Linked DNA regions of Mus musculus: all the other regions are linked to region 1. Evidence: chromatin contacts called from public ChIA-PET, Hi-C and promoter capture Hi-C data. All regions are on one chromosome and are shown on one strand. Each heading gives the region's core, a stretch centred on a gene start, on an enhancer-like site or on the middle of the called end of the contact. The rest is flanking DNA. Distances are from core to core; before and after follow the strand shown.

Region 1 (4,063 bases), core at 955-3,454:
GCGGGAAAAAACTACCAATCCCTGAACTTCACACACACACACACACACACACACACACACACACACACACACACACACACACCCCACTAACCCCTGAGCATGAAAGTCTACCAATCTTTGAGATTCCCAAGCTCAGGACTTGAAATCCTCACTCTGGTCATCTCTGCCCTGAGAAGCTCCGCCCTCTCAAAAATTCTTATTTTCACTGCCCTGTGCCCATTTCCCTGATGTTCACTCCTGGGAGCAGAGGGCATCTGTCCCTGGATTTGTCCCTCTTCCTGGATTCTTCCCTTGAATAAATAGCCTTTGTGAGATTCACTGCCTGGAGTTACTCTGTCATTGGAAGAAGCCAAGAAAAGAAGCTAAGAAGTTGAGGGTCCTGAGCTCCTCAGCTCAGTTGGGGATCCCTCCCCTGGGAGCTGCAATGCGAGGAGGCTTCCTCTCAGAGCTGTGTGGTTCTTGGGTTCCTGAGCCCGCAGACACCTTTCCATCCTAGCAGAAGCATTTATAGTGAAAGAAGAGGTGCTAGTGTCCTGCGTATGACTCTTCCCTCATACTCACTGCCTACCAACGCTCCGTGGATGTCAAGTCTCTGATGAACACACACACACAACCCTTTCAAAGTCATCTGTCTTTTCCTAATACTTGCCAGAAATACTAGAGGTCCTGGGGGTAGCCCAGAGGAAGTACAAAAAAAGCAACACAGACAGAAATCCTGTCTGTCCTGATGTCACTAATTTAGGAAGAATCTCGTCCATTTTACCACAGTCCCCCCCCCACACCCCCCCCCCCCCCCCCGTGCTGCTGTAGTCACTGCGGCTGGCCAAGAAAGACCACAGCTTTATTCTTAGATCCACTGGGCCTTAGGGTAGAATTCCAGAGAGGAGTAAATCGCGGTGGTGCAAAGAATGCTGAGTTGTCTGACCAGCTCTACCAGATCAGAGAAACTGAGGTCATGAGGAAGTGAGGAAGGCCTAGCAGAGAGCAGGGTGAAAAAAACAGGACCAAGCCTGACAGATACTCTCTAATCTTTGTTCAAAACAGAGCCCTGGTGCACACAGTTTTGCTCTTTTCCAGGGGCGGTCTAGTGGTTCTACCTCACTTCAGAGAAGATGTAAGCTTTCAAAAAGTACAGTGCCAGGGCTGGTGAGATGGCTCAGTGGGTAAGAGCACTGACTGCTCTTCTGAAAGTCCTGAGTTCAAATCCCAGCAACCACATGGTGACTCACAATCATCCATAATGAGAACTGACGCCCTCTTCTGGGGTGTCTGAGGACAGCTACAGTGTACTTACATATAATAATAAATAAATCTTTAAAAAAAAAAAAAGTACAGTGCCTCCTCCTTGTGTTACTGTGGGGCGTCCATGGAGTTTTAGCTTCTGTGAAGAAGCCTAAGTACCCGAGGCCTCCAAAGTGAGAGGCCGGGGCGATCAGGCAGCCCAGAGACAAGACTCCTCCTAAGCATTCCACTTGGTGACCCCAGAGGCACCATGCTCGGCTTAAGAGTGGGTGTGGCTTCCCATTTGGGAGGAACCAGAGTCCAGCTCCCTAAGCAGACACGCCAAAGATGTATTAGAAAGTCCCGATTTTTACAAAAGAATGAATTTGAACTTTGTCTTCATCTTGAAATGGGGCTAGCCAAATCACGAACTATAGCCAGTTAAATATTTCAAAGGCTACCATAGCCTTGATTGGCAGTTCTGATTCTTTTTTTTTTTTTTTTGAGACAGGGTTTCTCTATATAGCCCTGGCACTCACTTTGTAGACCAGGCTGGCCTCGAACTCAGAAATCCGCCTGTCTCTGCCTTCCAGTGCTGGGATTAAAGGCGTGCGCCCCGACACCCGGCTCCAGCTTTGAATTCTTTTGTGACCCTCTTGGAGCGAGGCGGACGTTACACTCCATAGCCTTGCTTAGAACCAAGGCCGGCCACCTAACAAGGACTACGATGATTGGCCGCCCCTAGAACTATTGGGGAATGTAGTCGTTTCCTTCCCTCCCTAGGCTCAAGTCCTCTTGGACTACATTTCCCAGTCAGCGCTGGGAACGCAAACCCGCTGCCAGGACGGAATCCTGGGTAAACGCACTTGGGCGAAGGGGCCGCTAGGAGTTGTAGTTTTTTTGCCCTCGCCACGGCCTGGGCGGGGGCGGGCCAGAGACTACAAATCCCAGAGACGCTCGCGGGGCGCGCGCAGGGCGGCCGGTACGAAAGGAGCTCGGCTGGCGAGTGGTGAGTGAGGGCCCTGCTCTGGCGGAGGTGGCGGCTGCAGCGACGCCGTAAAGGCCGCGGGTAGCGCAGACTCTGGGACTCTGAGACTAATGCAGGGCCTAGCGGGGCAGCGCCTCCCTCGCTGCCTGCCATCTTGTCAGTGAGGAGGCGGTACGGACGGAGCCGGGAGTGGAGCGTGGTGGATGGAGGGACGGGGAGGTTGCAGGGGACATGGACCGCGAGCTGCACGGAGGTGGAGGACGTGGGAGATGGGTTGGTGTCGTGAAGGGGGCGAGGTCCTCCCGCGGGATGTGCTCTTCTTGAGGACTTTGCCGTGAGAGCCACTATATCAGCGAGTTACACATCCTCCCGCGTTTCGGCGCATTAAATGTAAAGGTGTCGAACTTAGCCCAGTATTTTGTTTTTTTATTGTTTTGGGAAAGGGGTTGGCCATGTAACCCCTGCCGTTGTCTCGTAATCTTGTTGGGTTTTCTTAGTCTCACTGCAGTGTACAAAGAAGGCAAAACTGTTTTTTTTTGTTTGTTTGTTTGTTTGTTTTGTTTTGTTTTTAATTTGTGGGTTTGTGGTGCTGTGTGTGGCCGAGGTGGGGTGGGGGCAGGATTTGAATCTGGGGCTTTCTCACATTTTGCTTCTCCTCTACAATAAATCCCGCAAGAAAGTCATGGGTTGGCTTCACCAGGTTGAGCCAGGTTACAAACATAGTTTGGTAACTACGTTAAGAGCTAGACAATAATTTGAGTCCGTTTTTATTTTTAGAAGCTCGTAGAAGGAACTACAGATCTGAATTATGCAGATAGTTTCTTTCTCCACCCCCCCCCATCCCCCCTTCCTTTTCTTTCTTTTTTTGAGACAGGTTGGCCTGGAACTCATTCTGTAGACTAGGCTGGGATTAAAGGCATGTGGCCCCGTAACTCGGCTAATAGTTTCTTTTCTTGACTTCCATATCCTGGCCTTAATAATCTTCCCCAAAACAAAGCAAGCACATATCTTGATGAGTTTAACTCATCTTAGGTGAGCTCTTTTGTCCACTAGCAGCATCTGTCACAACCTTTCGGAACTGGCTTGCATTTGTTCATGTTAATTTGGATCTATAAGGTAACTCATTAAAAGAACATTGCTACCAGGCAATGGTGGCACACATTCCCAGCACCTCGGAGGCAGAGGCAGGCAAATCTCTTGAGTTCCAGGCTCCAGGATAGTGGGTAAGAACAGGTATTCAACAATGCTACTCCTTGTGTAGCTACCTAATGATGAGAATCTATCTCAAAAGAAAATCAGCTTGAAAGACATCATCTACTACATAGTTTGAGACCAGCCTGAAATACATAAGACTGCACACACATGCACAGTGGTCTGTAATCCCATGCTTGTAACCCTAGCACTTTGGGAGGCAGGGGCAGGAGTTGAAGACCAACCTGGTCTACATAGTGATGCAGTGAGTTCCAGGCAAGGTTGGCCTTCATAATGAGATCCTAATTCAAAAAAATAAAAAGGTGTGGCAAAGATAGCTCAGTTAAAAGTGCCTGCAGAACAAGTATGAGGATGAGTTTGTAGCCACAGTGCCCACATTAATGTGAGGAATGGAGTCAGATGGGTTCTTGAGCTCATTGATTGGTCAGCTGAGCCGCATCAATGAGCTCCCGGTTCAATGAAAGAGCCTGTCTCAAAAAATACAGTGGATGGGGACTGGGTAGATGGCTGAGGGTAAAATGCGTGTGTAAGCATGAGAGCCTGAATTCAGATTCCCAGTCCCTATTGAAAGAGCAGGTGGCGTACCTCCCTCATCCCAGTTTGAGTAGAAGGAAAACAAGCAACTCCTCAGGGCAGGCTGAC
Region 2 (4,063 bases), core at 781-3,280, 410 kb before region 1:
CCTGTCTCAAAAACACCAAAGACAAAACAAAAAGCCAACTAAGCAAACCCAGGATAAGAGAACATAAAACAAAGGTACTCACTGTCACTCCTGGCCACAGAATTTTATAATAGTAAGTATGATAAAAGTGGGGGAAATGTCCTCACTGGTTCCTCAAAAACACACACGTGCTGCTTAATACTGTTCCCTTGAACATATCAGAGGACCTAAGGATTCTGGCACCTCGTTTGTAACAGGTCCCCAGACTTTAGCACAACTGATGCTATGTTAGAGACACCATTCTGCACTTAAAACCCAGCACATGGGCTGGAGAGATGGCTTAGCGGTTAAGAGCACTGACTGCTCTTCCAGAGGTCCTGGGTTCAAATCCCACCAACCACATGGTGGCTCACAACCATCTGTAATGGGGTCTGATGCCCTCTTCTGGTGTGTCTGAAGAGAGCATTGGTATACTCATATACATGAAATAAATAAATAGCACTGACTGTTCTTCCAGAGCTCCTGAGTTCAATTCCCAACAACCATATTTCACAACCATCTTTAATGGGATCTGATGCCCTCTTCTGGTGTGTGTGAAGAGAGCAACAGTGTACTCACATAAAATAAATAAATCTTTAAAGAAACAAAACCACCCAGCACATAGGCCTCAACAGCTAGTGTTCTCACACAAAATAAATCTTCAAAACAAACCAAACAAAGAAAAAGCCCAGCACATAGGCCTCAACACCTGACTAAATAGAAACATAGTCCATAAGTCCCCAAGTAAAAACTTCCTCAATGTTCTAATCTTGCTTTTTGACTTCCACAGTTCTGCTTCTCGCTAACTGAAGCATGCCAATCAAGATGGTCTTTGTACATAAAGTCAAAGAGCTGCAAGGCTCAAGGTTACATGATTTGGGCAAGTTCTCTGTGCAGCTAGCAGGCAAAAATAAAGACTTTCCTTTTGGCTTTCAGAGTGTCCACGTGATGGTCTCTGTGGGCTTACTCGCAACAGGTTCTCAATACTCTCCTCCTCATTAACACAAGGAACAATGATGGCAGACTTCAATAGCAATGAGGAGGTTCATAGTGGGAAATTTAGTTTCAAAATAGGACTGGAGAGATGGCTCAGTAGTTAAGAGCACGGACTGCTTTCCCAAAGGTCCTGAGTTTAATTCCCAGCAACCAAATGGTGACTCACGATCATCTGTAATGGAATCCCATGCCGTCTTCTGGTGTGACTGAAGACAGCCATAGTGTACTCATATATATAAATAAACTTTAAAAGAAAAAAAGGTTGCATGGAGGCTAGAAGATTCTAGGCCTAGGCAAACAGGTAGAGGTAGTCTTTGAGACAATTACTATAAGCGAATAAAATATACTTTTATAAAGGAGGGAGAAGGGATGAAAAAGAAAAGAGGAAGATACAGGAATAATAGGAATAAAGGGTAGATTACTGAATCTACGGCTTTTTTTTTGAGACAGGGTTTCTCTGTGTAGCCCTGGCTGTCCTGGAACTCACTCTGTAGACCAGGCTGTCCTCGAACTCAGAAATTTGCCTGTCTCTGCCTCCCAAGTGCTGGGATTAAAGGCGTGCGCCACCACCGCCCGGCAAAACACAGCTTTTGTTATACTTACTACACATTATCTACCTTCTTGTCCCTGACAATCTCATACTGCTCCAACTTTAAAGGAGTTCTCAGAATCTCCAAACAACTTATCTAATCCCCTTCACTTCTTGACCATTCCATTCGAGCTAGAGGGGACAGGTCACCAGGCAGGTAGGCCGGCTGTAAGTCGACCTGATTACCGAGTTCTAGGATTAAAGAAAAGTGTGAGGCACCACGCCCAGCAGCAACTCTATTTCTCTCTCCCCCTCTCACTTGAGATCGAGCTCTCAATAGGCAACCTAAACTGGCTTCCAACAGAGAAGCGATTTTTCCTGCCAGTTTTCCGATTGGCCGAACTTGAAGAGCCCGCTACCTCACCCATATTTTTCATATCGTTTACATGTTAAGCTGCAACGGGCTCACAGAGGAAGTGACGTGCTTCTAGAAGTCCAGTGACTCTGAGGAAGGTACTCGTGATAGAGATAGGGCACAAACCAAGTGCTGGAGCCCAGTGCATCTATGAAATTGGCAGAGTGACCACCTGGAGGAAACCGGAATGAAAAACGTCCCAACCACACCAAGAGAAGCCGCGGAAAGGACTTGAGACTCCCCGGACCCGCCCCAACGCCCGTCCCACTGAAGTTTTCAGTATTGCGCAAGCGCCGCGCCTAGCGCGTCATCCGAGGCGACGGTACATTAGGACGCAGGCGCGGCTCACACCGCTCCAGTTGCCGGCGCAGGTCCTGTGACGTCACGCGCCGGCGAAGGTGGTCCACGACCGCCGGCCTCGGCTGCTCTCAGGCTGATTCGGCGTCGGCCGGTCGCCCTCCCGCGCCGGCTGCAGTACGAGCCCAGGAGAGCACCGTCGGCCTCCCCACGCGTTGCGTTGCGTTGCGTTGCGTTCACTTCCGTGTCGCAGATTTCCGGTTACCGCCATCTTCCTCGCGCGGAAGCCGGCTTCTAGGTGGGAGCTCCGTAGCGAGAGCAGTGGGTAGTTCGGTCGGTGCCATGCCGTCATCGCCGCTGCGGGTGGCGGTGGTGTGCTCGAGTAACCAGAATCGGAGCATGGAAGCACACAACATCCTCAGGTAGTGCAAGCTCCACCTGCCCTCCGCCCCTCCCTCCTCTTTCCCACAGATTCTTGTCCAGACCCCGACCCTGTACTGACTGGGCCGCGGAGGTCGGGCCACGCCCGGCTTCCACGCTCAGCGAGCCCTCAGTGGGGTCCGTGCGCGCGACACCCTCGGTAGTGTAGGCATCCCCGTAAACCCTAGAGGTGGCCACACGACAGCTGGGGCCCTCTGGGTGCTGGACGACCGGGCAGTATCACGGGGTAGGCCAAGGTCTTTCCGTGCTGCGAAGGGTGCCTGGTGTTTATCTTTCCCGTATATGTGTCGTCCGGCCACCTTGGAAAGCTCTCCACACGTCACATCAAGATGGAACGAGTCTGGAAGCAACAACAGTGATCTGAGGTGTTAACGTCAGGGACTGTTTATTGCTGTCTTCGTTTGCAAGTCTCATGCACCAGCCACCACCCCTCTCAGCCCCATAACTTTAGTCAGTAATTTCTGGAGCACACGAATTCATTTGGTTCAGTGGGACCTCCTCATATTTCTTCACGAATTCACCAGTTTCTAGTAGGGCATTCATCTTTGATAGTATTTTATCTTAAAAAAAAAAATCTCTTGACAAAATGAGAAACTGATGCATTGTATTACAGTTAAAATGGGGGTTTGTACATTTCAACTTAGTGCAGTAGAAATGTCTTTTTTCCCCCAGAGTTAACTGTTTGTGAACTTTTAAAACTTTTTTAAATATTATTTTTTGGCAATTTCGGGTTTTTTTTGTTTTTTTTTTAACCCTCAAAACAGGGTCTCTGTGTAGTTCTGGCTGTCCTGGAACTCACTCTGTATACCTGGTCGGTCTCAGACTCAGAGAATTGCCTGCCTCTGTCTCGCAGCTACTGCAATTAGAGGTGTGCTGCTGGTTTTGAACTCACTTTTCACCTGCCTCCCTTGTGTTGTTATTACTAATAGGAGTTTGCCACCATACCAAGCACTGTCTTGTGTTTTCTTAGTCACCCAGAGTGTTAGTTGCCTATTATCTCAAATTCTAAAGTTTCATTCTTTGTAATGCTTAGTACATAGACCAGTAGTTCTCAACCTTCCTAATGCTGCGACCATTTAATATAGTCCTCATTTTGCAGTGACCCCCCCCAACAATAAAATTATTTTTGTTGCTACTTTATAATGCAGTTCTGCTTTTATGAATTGTAGTGTAAATATAAGTATGTTTTTTGATGGTTTTAGGTGACCCCTGTGAAAAGGTGGTTTGAGCCTTAAAGCGGTTATTGACATAGGGCATAGCCTTTACTTAGTTTTGTTTGTTTTATAGATGGTGATGTGCTTTGAAATTAAGCAGTAGGCGCTACAATGTATAAAGCTAGCCTGGACTGTAAGACACCATCTCAAAAA
Region 3 (4,063 bases), core at 759-3,258, 340 kb before region 1:
GGAGTACGTGCCTGGATGGTATGCAGAGACTGGGTGGGCCACTATCACATACTCAAGGGCACCAGGCTCATGGGTTCTCCCTGGTCTCCACACAGATCCTCTCCCTGCAGCAAGCTGTCAGCTAGGGATTCACAGGACCTGCCTCTTCCCACCTACCAGTTATGGAGCCCCGCAGCTCCCGGGCAATGATAGGAAGATCATCCACATCCACAAAGTGTAGGTGCTTCTCGGCAGGAGCCGAGGCAGCTGCCAACAGCTCCAACAGGTTGCCTCGGCCAGTGCTGACAATGAAGATGGTGACACCCAGGTCCTTGAGCTCCTGCATAGGGGGGCCCACGGGGTCGCTGGAGCCACCATCTGTCACCCACACCAGCACCTTGGGAACCCCTGGCCGGGCACCTGCTTCCTCAGCAAACAATTGTTCTTTGGCATAAGCCAGTGCCAGGCCTGTGTTGGTATCACCCATACGTTGGGGTGCAACACGGATGGCATCCTGTATAGCCTGGCCTGAACTGTACTGGTCAAAAGTAAACTCTGTGTGAGGCTGGCTGCCCACGTGCACCAGACTAGCACGCAGAGCCCCGGGTCCGAAAGACATCGTAGCCACCAGCTGCCCCACAAATTCCCGAACTCTTGAGAACTCATAGTGTGACACGCTGGCTGAGCTGTCCAACAGGAACAACAGGTCCCCCTGGGGGTCTGATGCTGTGGAACCTAGAGGAAAAGACAAGGGGTTCAGTCAAGGTAGCCCTGCCAGGCACCCCCTTGCCCAGGGCAGAACCACCCCCAAAGGTCTGAACTTTCTTTAAGCACATGCTTGCTTGCCTTTGCCCAAAGATACAGGTAGAGAATCTTCAGAATGGGGCTATAAATGCCAACAAAAGGCCCACACTCTCCTCTGGTTCCCAACTGTACAATGTCCATGTACCCAGGGCATCCTGGGCTGTCCCCGTGCTCCTTTAGTAGGTAAATGCTGACCCTTGTCCTCAATAGACACTGCATGCAGGTAGAACATTCTGTATTCAGGAGGGGCCTGAGCCACATGCAATGCTTCCCTGATACTTGATTTTCAGAAGGGACACCTCTAGGATGAAGTTAAGTGAGGTTATTCATCTTCCAGGTGAAGCAATGGACTCTGAGCCCATGGGACAACAAGAGAGGATGGGAGAGCAAAAGTGAAGAGATGGGGAAGACCACACACTGAACAGCCCTTCCTGCCCATAAGAGGGCCAGACTGGAGTCCTGACTGGTTACAGATGACATCACCCCTCCCCTCCCCTGGCCCCCATCCCCTGCTTCATCTGTACCAAGAAAGCAGGATATACCCATCCGCAGCAGCCTGAGGACCCAACCATTGTCTAGCGAGCCTTCCCTTTTATCCCCTTTTCTTCCTGCCCAGCCGGCTGAGGTACTGATGAGACCTTCCATCACTAAGACTCAAATACGCAACAGCTCTCAAGTGCCTGGATTTAGTCCTGGCTTTGGGGTTTCCCCCTCATGGTGTGGCCATTCCAATATTCTTACCTCCTTTCTACTGAGGGACCTTTCAGAGGTAAGGAAACTGAGTCAGGGAGACCTCTTAAACATCTTTCTCCACAATCCATGTCTGAGGTGCGGGGTGGGACGGGACGGGGGAGGGGGATGGAGTGGGGGGGACCGTAGCCTCAGGCGCTCCAAGTCCAGCTCTAGCTCAGTTGAGTCACCAAGAATGTCTCCGAGCGCCCACCGCAGGTGGCTGAGGTGCTGGCGTGTGCCCCACCCGCTCCCCCGGCCTTCCCACCTACTGGTTCGGCGGCTGCACCTGGACAGTTCATGACCCGCGTGGGCAGCAGCGGATCGGCTATGAAGAATTGGAATCCGGGTTTCACCACACTTACCGCGCTCTATGCTGCTCCGCGCCAATGCCAACCGCAGACTCAAAGCCATGCTGAACGCAGTCCAGAACAGCATCGCGCCTGGAGTGGCGGGCTCTTGATCGACCACAGCTGGCTGCTAACTTGCCCTCCTACCGTGAGTCAGGCCCCACCCACCTCGGAGAAGCCACACCCACTCGCGGCCACTCCTGCTTGGGAGGCGCGTGCACTCAGTCGCTCGCGCAGAGGCCAATCTGCACAGACTGCACGGTGATGCATGCCATAGCGGTCCCGGACTTGCGGTGACACGCAGCAACCACAAAGGCATATAGGTGTGGGCGTGTGCTGACAGACATTCCCATCTCTCTTTTGCAGGCGGCAATATGTGTTGTCCATATTCTCCTCCTCACTCCTCCTCCCCTACTCCTTAGGGTTCCCCCCCCCCCCGCACCCCGCAGTTGCTGATCTGCAAAGCTCCTGAAGACAGGAGAGCCTTACAAGACAAAAGAACCTTAGAAGTGGGGCTATACAAAGAAGCAACCTTCTCTCAACAAGGACCCAATTTGGCTATAAACTGGAGGAGCAGCCGGCTTTCTCCAAAGACTTGAAAGCAATGACGCAGCCCTCAGAGGAGACAGGAGCATATGAGAAGCTTCTTACAGAATGAAGAGCCTCCACCTTGCCAGAACTCTCACCTGAATTCTTGGAGGAAAAGACACAGTGGCCTATTGCTGTCCTATGTACTACCCAAACAGGGCTCCAGGGCTACACCCAGGTCAGACCCCAGCAGGATTAGAGACCCACTGGCCATCTAAAGTTGGGTCCTGCAGTCAGTGCTAAGCCCAGACCAAAGGAAGCTGTCTACAAGTGTTGTTCACAGGACATTGAGCCCTTCAGAAGGGCTGCACAGACCGCGGCCCTTAAGATGCTTTCCTGTAAATAATTATAGTATTTGGAATGGAGGCCCACATAGGAGGGGGTGTTGTCTGGCAGGATGTCTCCTCCCTTCCCACTCTCAGCAAGAGGATGCTCAGCAGGGAGGACGGATGGGACTCAATGGTTTTACTTCCTCCATTTCTGGCAGGTGAGACACTGTGGGGCCTTGAGGACTGTGCCTGAGCTCTGCTTTGCCTAAAAAAGGAAGCAATACAGCTGAGCCTGAGAAGCTAGCTGCAGGAACAAGTAAGAGCTATGTCCTGCTGCCGTCCCCCACCCCGTTGCCGGGAATCTTGGCACTGGGTGTTGGCTTCACTCCACAGACCTCAGGCCTCTGAATGGACCAGAAAGTTCTCGATGCTTCTGCCTGAGCCTTGAGGATGAGAGCAGTGCATGTGAGTCCCTCAAAGACTGTGGACACCAACAACCTCCAGCTCCAGATACATTGTTGCATTGTGAATAAGCAGAGGACACAGGGTATCCAGAAGAATCTTATTATGTCAGGCTTGCTCTGCCAGGGAGCTGGGTCTTAGAGGAAGGAGAGGCTCATAGCCCTCAAGCCTACAGTCATACCTCAGTCTGCCCTATTTCCAACCCTTCTGGAAAAAATGATCAGGTCTTCTTGGCTGTGACTCAGGGAAGTAGCTTTCTCTTTCCTTTGGCCTCACCATCAGATGGAGAGAGCACAAGAGACCCAGTCTCCACCAAGCCCTATCCAAACTGGGCTCAACCTGCCGGACTTGGGCTCAGGCCAAGTTGCTTCTGCTGCCAAATTCCTTGGGACACCCTTTCTATCATCCATATCTCCTGCTCAGCCACCAGAAAAATCTTATCCTTTTGTCTTGCAGTGTTTCCCCACCTTCAGACAACACACAGACGCCAGGCAGTGGTGGCGCATGCCTGTAATCCCAGCACTTGGGAGGCAGAGGCAGGTGGATTTCTGAGTTCGAGGCCAGCCTGGTCTACAGAGTGAGTTCCAGGACAGCCAGGGATACACAGAGAAACCCTACCTCAAAAAACAAAAAAACAAAAAGAAAGAAAGAGAGAGAGAGAGAGAGGGAGGGAGGGAGGGAGAGAGAGAGAGAGAGAGAGAGAGAGAGAGAGAGAGAGAGAGAGAGAGAGAGAACTCACAGACATCAAAAGGGCTATGGGACTTGCCAAGGATGCAGTGGTCAGGGTCAGGTCTAGGCTTGAGGCAGTCAACAAAGGAAGCCCAGACACAATGGTCCAGGAGCCTTGGAAGACAGGCTCATGGGAGGAGAAAGGGCAGAAAT
Region 4 (4,063 bases), core at 960-3,459, 300 kb before region 1:
TCCTGAGTGTTGGGATTATAGGCATATGCCACCATGCCTAGCTACTTGTATCTTAAAAAGTTTACCTGCTGGATGGAGTGTTTTGCTTCCTTTAAGAGCATTCTTTGTCTGGACTAGTTTCTTCTTCATGATTAAATGTTTTATCTTTGGGGAAATTCTTAATTGCCAGTCACATTTATAAAAGAAAGGCCCACGTCTACTTTGTTGAGCCCTTTGCTCCAGAAGCCATAAATGCCTGTCTCTGCCTCCAGTTGGAACCATGCTGGATTATAGTGACACCATTCCTCATCTTAGGCCATCAGTTGCTTACGAGTCATTCTGAGCTCTTCCCTCAGACTCAATGCACACTTCTAGCACAATATATAACTTATCAAGTCCTAATTTCCCTCCTATAATTTGTGTTGCTTTTGACAATTTCACGTACCTCAAGAGTGATTCTAAGTTCCTGATTTCCTGCCTCTACTTCTCACGTGCTGGGATTATAGGTATGTACTGGCCATGTCTAGTTTCTGGGATTCAGGGTACTAAACACAAGGCTTCACACATACTACAGAAGCTTACAACTCCGTAATGTTCCCAGTCCCTAAAGATCTGTCCTCTCACCACTGCAGGCAAGCTTAAGTTTGGCTTCTCTTTCCTGAGGATTCCTACAAGGCTTTTTTGACTTTTTCATCAGCCTAAACGTCACTGTACTAGGTTGGTGTCTTGCATACAATATGCTTAACACTTTGCCAGAATGTTGCACATATATTACTCATTAGCCACTTGCTATTGATATTGGAGAAGATACACATCCATGTGGCCCCATCACTGAGCTTTGTTTTCTACTTCACACAAAAAAGACAAGATACTGCAAATCACTGTTGAGTTGTAACCAAGCATCCCTCTCCAATATAGGTTTCTCTTCCTGATGGATGTAATAGTCATCTCTAGAACCAGAGTCTGGGTTGAGTGACTAGAGCCAACAGTCTTTTCTAATTCTTGGTTCAGTTTCAGCTTAGGGAATGGGCAGACCAGGCAATGACAATTGTGCCTACTTTAGAGCTGCAGCCTAGGGGTGGGACAGACGGACAGACAGTAGCAGCGTGGCCATTACAGTGAGAGGACTGATGAGATCTTTGTGGGGTCTGCTTAGGAGTGGAATCCAATCACCCCACTACAGCTGGACTATGGAATACTGACTTTTGGCAACCTTGTTGGCTGTTCACCATACCTGAATCAGAGTTATACAGGGATCTCCTTAAACTCCCATGTCCTCCCAATTTTCCGTTTCACCGAACCTGGCTGAAATCTTATCAAAAGCTTGAGATAACTGAGCAGTGACAGGAAACATCTATTGTGTAGTGGCAGCAGCACTGTTTTGGGTGAAACTAAGCAGGCCAGGACTGGAGTCAGGAATATTAATATTGTCTGTAGGGTCTACTACAAGCCGTTTCACCTTGATCTTCAAGGTCCCCAAGCCATTTTTTTGGCCTGTATTTGCTGCAGTAGATTATTGGGGGTCCCCTTTAAGAAAAGATTGTGTATATGAGTGCTCTGTTTGCATTTGTGCCTGAATGAGAGAAGAGGATATCAGATTCAATCACAGATAGATGGCTGCAAGCCATGATGTCGTAGCTGGAACTCAGGACCTCTGCAAGAGCAGTCAGTTCTCTGAACTGCTGAGCCATCTCTCCAGACCCTTCATCTGCACTTTTTTGTTTAGTATTTTATTTATTTTTGCGACAAAGTTTCTCAGCCATGGCTGTCCTGGAACTCTAGCTGTAGAGAGAAGGCTGACCTTGAACCCACACAGATCCGCCTGCCTAAGTGCTGGGATTAAAGGCACATCTGCCCTTTTAATGCTGGCAGATCCACCCCACAGCTGTTCCAGAGCCCGAGGACGGAAGGGAGGGCTGAGAACTAAAGACTCCGAACTAAGTCGCGGTGTAACGTCGTGCACGTGGGACTGTGGGAGAAAAGTTGTTCTGTCCCAACCCCCAAAGAAAGGCGCCCTTCTAGAACCCCTTTTGCCAGGCAGGAGTTCCGGTTCGGGCCAGGCCGCGGAGCCAAGTGGGTAACGAGCAGCCCCACCCGTGGGTGCTTCCGGCGTCGGTGCCTGACGCGACACTGACGGACTGGTCGTACGGCCAACGGCGTCGAGACAGCGGTGACGTTCAGCCAATGGGAGGGGGCGGGGCGGGGCGGCCACGATCGTCTCGAGCAGCCGCCCTGACGGGAAGGGCCCGAGAAGAGTCGGCGGCACAAAATGGCGGCGGCGGCGGCCGGGGCTGCGGGGTTGATGGCTCCGGCGTCGGCGGCCTGCTCTTCCGGCTCGGCGGGAGCGGCCCCGGGGTCTCAGGGGGTGCTGATCGGCGACAGGCTCTACTCGGGCGTGCTCATCACCTTGGAAAACTGCCTGCTGCCCGACGACAAGCTCCGCTTCACGCCGTCCATGTCGAGCGGCCTCGACGTCGATACGGAGACGGGACTCCGCGTCGTGGGCTGCGAGCTCATCCAGGCAGCCGGCATCCTGCTCCGCCTGCCGCAGGTAAGGGCCGGGCCGCGAGCTCTGCAGGGGCCGTTCGCCGGCCGAGGGCCGAGGGCCGGGCCTTTGTTGTCGTCCCGGCCCCCGGCCCGGAGCTCACCGGACCCAGGCGACGAGGTCCGAGCCTGTGCGCTCCGCAGCCTTGAAATAACCCGCACCCGCCATCCCTTCCCCTTCCCCTTCCCCCTCCGCCGGAGCCGAAGCCCTTTTACCCCCAAGAAAGCCTCGCGAGACCCAAACCCTTTGGGGGAAATGGAAACTGTCGTGGCTATTTGTCCTGGGGGGAAATCACACAAGACATTGTAGCCGGGACAAGCGTGAGTCCTGCATTCAAACGTGATGGAACCCTCTCTGTCCCTAGGTGGCCATGGCTACAGGGCAGGTGCTGTTCCAGCGGTTCTTTTACACTAAGTCCTTCGTGAAACATTCCATGGAGGTAGGCTTCTTTCTGTTTTCTCGGAGAAATGAATTGGGATGAAACCTGGCCTGTTCTGCCCAGTGCTTAGCTGAATTCTGTCCTGCAAAGTCTACACAGCTCTTTCCCTAGAGGCCTGTCTGTCTCTGTATCTTCTGGTTGTTTCTAATAGTTTTAATGCCTTGGAAGGTTCTCAAGTTGGGGGGAAAAACACCCGTGTCACAATGTACATTTCAGCATGTGTCCATGGCTTGTGTTCACCTGGCTTCCAAAATAGAAGAGGCTCCGAGACGAATCAGGGATGTCATCAATGTATTCCATCGCCTTCGGCATCTGAGAGAGAAAAAGTGAGTCCTTTGCAGAGCTGTCCTAATGTCTGTCATTGTTAATACCAACCTGTGAATTTACAGTAGATTGTTCGCATGTGCCCTAGATGCTGTCTTGGGGCAGTTGGTAGGGGGGTACAATAACCAGGATAGCTGGCTGTCCTAGCCCTGCTGAAACAATTCCTGTATGACCACATCAGCTCACCACCCTATTGTCCTGTTTGTTCCATGGTTCTGCTGAGAACCTCTGAGCACCAGGTCCCTGGTTCTCACCCTCAGCGCTGTTAGTGTCTGAACTGGCCATTCTTTGTTCTAGTGTCATTGTAATATGTCGATCAATATTCCTGGCCTTTCCTTGCCAGAAACCATTTGTAACAGAAATACCCCTAGACAGCTGTCTTTTTTGATATCTGGTCTAGCTGTGTAGCAGTCTTAACCTCTTAGCAATCCCATCTAAATCTTCCTTACGTGTGTGAACCACATTTGTCACCAAGCCTGACAACCTGTATTTAGTTTTGGGATCAACATGGTAGGAGGAGAATTGACTCCAGCAAGTTGTCCTCTGACCTCCATAGGCACAACCCACATACCAAACAAATGTTGTACAAAATTTAAAGAACAAACACACTGGGTTGATTAAATGGTTTAGTTAGTTAAGGAACCTGTTGGCAAGCCTGAGAGCCTGGATTTGATACTGAAGTCCCACGTTGTAGAAGGAGAAGGAGACAACTGACTACAGCAGCCCCCAGCTAAAACATCCACACGGACCAACAGAACCAGAAAACAAATATCCCT
Region 5 (4,063 bases), core at 663-3,162, 270 kb before region 1:
GGGACACGGGGAAGGGAGCCAGGGGTTCCACATCGTAGATAGGGAAGGAGCCGGAGTAGCTCATGCCCTTAACTATGGGAGGGGCAGGTGGCTTGGTTAGCAGCCCAGGCTGCCTGCTTGGCTCCAGTTTTCATCTGTGGCTATTTCCTGCTTAAGGATGTGGTGGAGGGGGGTGGAGGAGGGCAGACTTCTGCTATCCATCGTGACGACTCTGGCCGGAAGCAGAGAATAGGATGGGGGGAAGGTGTTGGGCAAGGGTCCACATAGGTGTGTCTGGGGCATCGCCCACAGGTCTATCAGCATCTGGCCTGTAACCTGAAAGTAGGTTACTAGGATTCACAGTTTTTGAGCGTCCCTCAACCCTCAAGTGGAGCCCTGAGATCAAGGAGTCTGCAAAGAGAAGACCGTAGCAGAGGTGCCTCTTCCTCAGCCTCTTCGTGGAAATATCTCCCTCTCATATTTAGGATCCAGCCTCTGTGTCCGTCTATCACTTTCTGAATACTTTCCCACCACGATAAGAAACAGGATAAATGACAGCCTGGGACAACCTTGGGAGAGTGGAGAGGGGAGACAGAGATCAGAGGCAGAGGTCAAGCTGGAGAGTGTAGGGCAGAGGCAGACACTGTAGCAAATCAGGCAACACCATTTAGAGAAACATAAGGGAAAGCCAGAGAGGGACTGGGGGATGGCCTGCTGGGTAGAACTTGGTTTTTTTTTTTCCAGAATAAAAGTCCCAGGGAAGAGCTGGGGCCAAGTTCATGCTCTGCCTGGCCCAGATCCTGGAAAGGAGATGGCTCCCTTAAGTCCGGGGGAGGGGGGGGGGCTTCCTAAAGCCTCACAGCTGGTCCTCCCTGTTGTCCCCTCCCCGTCCCCCAAGAGCCAGCTAGGCTGAGGTTCTGGCTTGGTTGGGGACTTGGGGACCCCACCCCAACCCCAGGGACGGGGCCTGTACTGATTATATCCAAAGAGGAGGCCTAGACTAGTTAAGGGCTTCTGTGGTTTTCTTGGATTCTTTTCCTTTCTTGTTCTGAGGTTTGTTTAACTAGTAGGAGCAGGCTAGTACACAGTGCTACTCTGTTATTTCCCATTTGTTTATATGACTCTGTTTTCCCAGGGCTTCAAATTTGTGCTTTCTGTTGAGAGAGTTCCACTCCCTTCTCCTCCAAGTGGAGGTTTCTCAGCTCACAGTAATCCAGCCCTAGCTTCAGGACTCCAGGGTTTGCCTGAAGAGGGTGGACAGCACCAGCCATGAGGTCGTGAAGGAAAGTCTGACCACACTCACACTCTGTCCTCAGAGTTGCGAGGGGGTTGTCTGTTCTTTTGGAGAAGGGTAACATCATGTGTAGCTGTGGCTGGTCTGAAACTCACTATGAAGAGCAGGTTTGCCTCAAACTCAGCCATTCAAGCGCTGAATTCATGGTGGGGGCCAACATGCCTGGCTGGATGATTGGCTGTTCCCGCTCCTAAAGAAATCTGGACCACAATGCCATCATGTTGTCCCCAGGGAGCCCACTATGGTCCCAGAGAAGGGCATAGTAAAATCACCCTCAGTCAAAGTGAAATCAGAAGACACCGGATCTGGCAGGGAGAATACAAGAAGGTGGGGGTAGGGGTGGTGGTGGGGGTGGGGGTGGTGGGGTAGGGGAGCAGCCCAGGTTCTCTGGCCTGGCTGATCACATAGGAGGATGTCAGCGCAGAGGATGCAGATCAAACACCAGTTCTGTCGAAACTCAGGAAGTTTACCAGATGCTTGGCACCCGCTTGGCCTCAGGAATCTTCACATCCAGGCCTCGTCTTCTGTCCCAGGACTGAGCTACTGCTCCTCCCCAAGACTGACCAGTGACTGGCCGAGCCTCTACTCAGACCCTCCCACCAACTGGGCCCGGACAGGGTGTTTGCAGCATTATAGGCCAGTCAAGATGGGGGAGGCCAAGCAGTTGAGCAGCGCAGTGGGCGGGGCCCAGACCCGGCCCAGGGCTCCGTGATGTCAGCGGGTGCTGGCAGGGAGAGGGGGTCGGCTGTTTTTCTGGAGAGTTAGAGCTGAGTAAGACAAAGCACGTCCCCCGCAGGCGCCATGGAGCTGCTGTCCCGCGTCCTGCTGTGGAAACTGCTGCTTCTTCAGAGTGAGTGTGAGAGTGGGACTGGGCGTGGGGCAACGAGTGGATGAACTGTCTGGGTTTAGGTTGGGAGGGGTGGAGAAAAGGACTGGGCTGGGTGCTCAAAATAGCAATTCGCTTAGAGCAATTCGCGAAGCCTTCAGGTACTCCAAAAGAAATCCCAGAGGTCTTAAGTGGGGAGGATGTGGCCAAGGGTGCCTTCTGTACCCACATTCTGTGTGGCTCCAGGGTCAGCTGCTCAGGATGCATTCCTCCTTGATGTGGGGAGGGAAGTGGACTGGGGCTGACAACTAAGGGGCTAGTAGAGTCTTTCCAGCCTCCTTTTCAGAGCCCCCAGGCCTGTCCACTCTGGCCTGCTGACCAGGCACATTTTTTCTTAAAAGCCTGGGCCCTCAGCCACTTCTGCACAGCGGTATCTTGGGCCAGTGGTGTCAGGTTAGGATTGACTCCCTGTGCCATCTCTTGGGTCTCTGCTCTTGAGGAAGGCTAGCAGGGGAACATACTGCACCTAGGGTGTGTGTGTGTGTGGAGGGGTGGGGATGGGGGAGGGTAGGACAGGGCTATGAATGCCTGAGGTCTGAAAGTTCCTAAAAGCTCAGCACAGACGCACATACAACTTCTGTTTGTCCCAGTGTCATGCTAGAACAGCTCTGGTGGACTTGTTGCTGCAATGTAGCCATGGCTACTTCAAGTTCACACTTTAGAACAAGCCTGCAGAGAGTCACATCCTTTCCTACTTCTCGCTGCCAGATGTCTGGTTTCCCACTCACTCTCCCAGAACTTGTTAAGTGGGTAACATGGCAACAAACCTGCCATGACTGCAGGAGGCCCCAAGTGGTCCTGGGGTGCAAAGGTGAAAAATACCTACAGCGTTATTCCTCCTCTTCTTCCAGGCTCTGCAGTCCTGTCCTCAGGTCAGTATCCCCTATCCAGCTGTGGGCCAGACCCCTTCAGGGTCCACTCCTGTCCTAGTCCTGCCTCCTCTCTTGACTTCTGCCACTGACTCCCCCTTCCCGACAAGGGCCTTCAGGGACCGCAGCAGCCAGCAGCTCTCTGGTGTCTGAGTCTGTGGTGAGCTTGGCAGCCGGAACCCAGGCTGTGCTACGCTGCCAGAGCCCCCGCATGGTGTGGACCCAAGACCGGCTGCATGATCGCCAGCGCGTGGTCCACTGGGACCTCAGCGGGGGCCCGGGCAGCCAACGGCGCCGACTTGTGGATATGTATTCGGCGGGTGAACAGCGCGTGTACGAGCCGCGCGATCGCGACCGCCTCCTGCTGTCGCCTTCTGCTTTCCACGACGGCAACTTCTCGCTGCTCATTCGCGGTACACTGTAGAACCGTAGTGGGCTGAAACTTTGGCAGAAACTGAAACCTTGGCGGCAGGGGTGAGGGTGGGGTGGAGGAGTGGGGAGGTGTGGTGGGTAGGGGGAGGGAGCTGAGAGGCCTTCCTAAGGTTGGAGCCTTGGATGGGCGGGGCCCTAGAAGGGATTGGCCGATTTTAGGGGAGGGGCCATAGAGAGGACGGGTTCCCTCAATCTAAGGGTATCTTCTGCCAAGCAGCTGTGGACAGAGGCGATGAAGGGGTGTACACCTGCAACCTGCACCATCACTACTGCCACCTCGATGAGAGCCTGGCTGTGCGCCTCGAGGTTACAGAGGATCGTGAGTGTGTCCCTTCCTCTCCTTCGCTATTTCCATCCCTATCCTCCTTACCCCCAATCTTCCCCCTCCTCACCTCTGCGAGGTGATCTGACTGCCTTTCTCAACGCATCCGCAGCCCTATTAAGTCGCGCATACTGGGACGGTGAGAAGGAAGTGTTGGTGGTGGCCCATGGCGCGCCGGCACTGATGACCTGCATCAACCGTGCGCACGTGTGGACTGACCGCCATTTAGAGGAGGCGCAGCAGGTGGTCCATTGGGACCGACAGCTACCTGGGGTGTCACA

Evidence for each region. Promoter capture Hi-C pulls out the DNA fragments that hold promoters and counts their contacts. A called contact is a pair of places that touch in the nucleus more often than the background predicts. ChIA-PET counts read pairs in DNA pulled down with a chosen protein or histone mark.
Region 2: an RNA polymerase II ChIA-PET map of memory CD8 T cells shows a contact between it and region 1, with 14 read pairs. The contact joins the promoter of Ssu72 here to the promoter of 9430015G10Rik in region 1. A contact is called at or near these places in 2 of 484 Hi-C or Micro-C datasets (both in embryonic stem cells) and 1 of 115 datasets of contacts at active chromatin or transcription factors (memory CD8 T cells).
Region 3: a contact with region 1 is called in a promoter capture Hi-C map of stem cell-derived epiblast-like cells, with 2.4 times the contacts expected there. The contact joins the promoter of Vwa1 here to the promoter of 9430015G10Rik in region 1. A contact is called at or near these places in 1 of 39 promoter capture datasets (stem cell-derived epiblast-like cells) and 2 of 115 datasets of contacts at active chromatin or transcription factors (memory CD8 T cells and pancreatic cancer cells).
Region 4: a contact with region 1 is called in an RNA polymerase II ChIA-PET map of effector CD8 T cells, with 30 read pairs. The contact joins the promoter of Ccnl2 here to the promoter of 9430015G10Rik in region 1. A contact is called at or near these places in 8 of 39 promoter capture datasets (cranial neural crest, embryonic stem cells, erythroid cells and 4 more), 2 of 484 Hi-C or Micro-C datasets (the N1E-115 cell line and regulatory T cells) and 1 of 115 datasets of contacts at active chromatin or transcription factors (effector CD8 T cells).
Region 5: a contact with region 1 is called in a Hi-C map of differentiating embryonic stem cells, with 2.4 times the contacts expected there. The contact joins the promoter of Mxra8 here to the promoter of 9430015G10Rik in region 1. A contact is called at or near these places in 18 of 39 promoter capture datasets (3T3-L1-derived adipocytes, the C10 cell line, HPC-7-derived erythroid cells and 13 more), 7 of 484 Hi-C or Micro-C datasets (CD4 T cells, the N1E-115 cell line, differentiating embryonic stem cells and 4 more), 10 of 115 datasets of contacts at active chromatin or transcription factors (the 230-238 cell line, bone marrow-derived macrophages, embryonic stem cells and 5 more) and 3 of 9 other capture datasets (embryonic stem cells, liver and pancreatic islet).

The regions. Positions count from the first base shown.
Region 1 is chr4:156,107,794-156,111,856 of GRCm38.p6, forward strand. 9430015G10Rik (RIKEN cDNA 9430015G10 gene) reads left to right here and starts at 2,205. Exons shown (of 10, transcript NM_177205.1): 1 at 2,205-2,380.
Region 2 is chr4:155,702,785-155,706,847 of GRCm38.p6, forward strand. Ssu72 (Ssu72 RNA polymerase II CTD phosphatase homolog (yeast)) reads left to right here and starts at 2,031. Exons shown (of 5, transcript NM_026899.3): 1 at 2,031-2,677. The coding sequence starts at 2,598.
Region 3 is chr4:155,772,553-155,776,615 of GRCm38.p6, forward strand. It overlaps Vwa1 (von Willebrand factor A domain containing 1), which reads right to left and starts at 2,009. Exons shown (of 4, transcript NM_147776.4): 1 at 1,878-2,009; 2 at 157-714. The coding sequence starts at 1,950.
Region 4 is chr4:155,810,280-155,814,342 of GRCm38.p6, forward strand. It overlaps Ccnl2 (cyclin L2), which reads left to right and starts at 2,210. Exons shown (of 11, transcript NM_207678.1): 1 at 2,210-2,530; 2 at 2,889-2,963; 3 at 3,180-3,289. The coding sequence starts at 2,249.
Region 5 is chr4:155,837,768-155,841,830 of GRCm38.p6, forward strand. Mxra8 (matrix-remodelling associated 8) reads left to right here and starts at 1,913. Exons shown (of 10, transcript NM_024263.4): 1 at 1,913-2,123; 2 at 3,011-3,031; 3 at 3,139-3,441; 4 at 3,678-3,779; 5 at 3,895-4,063. The coding sequence starts at 2,075.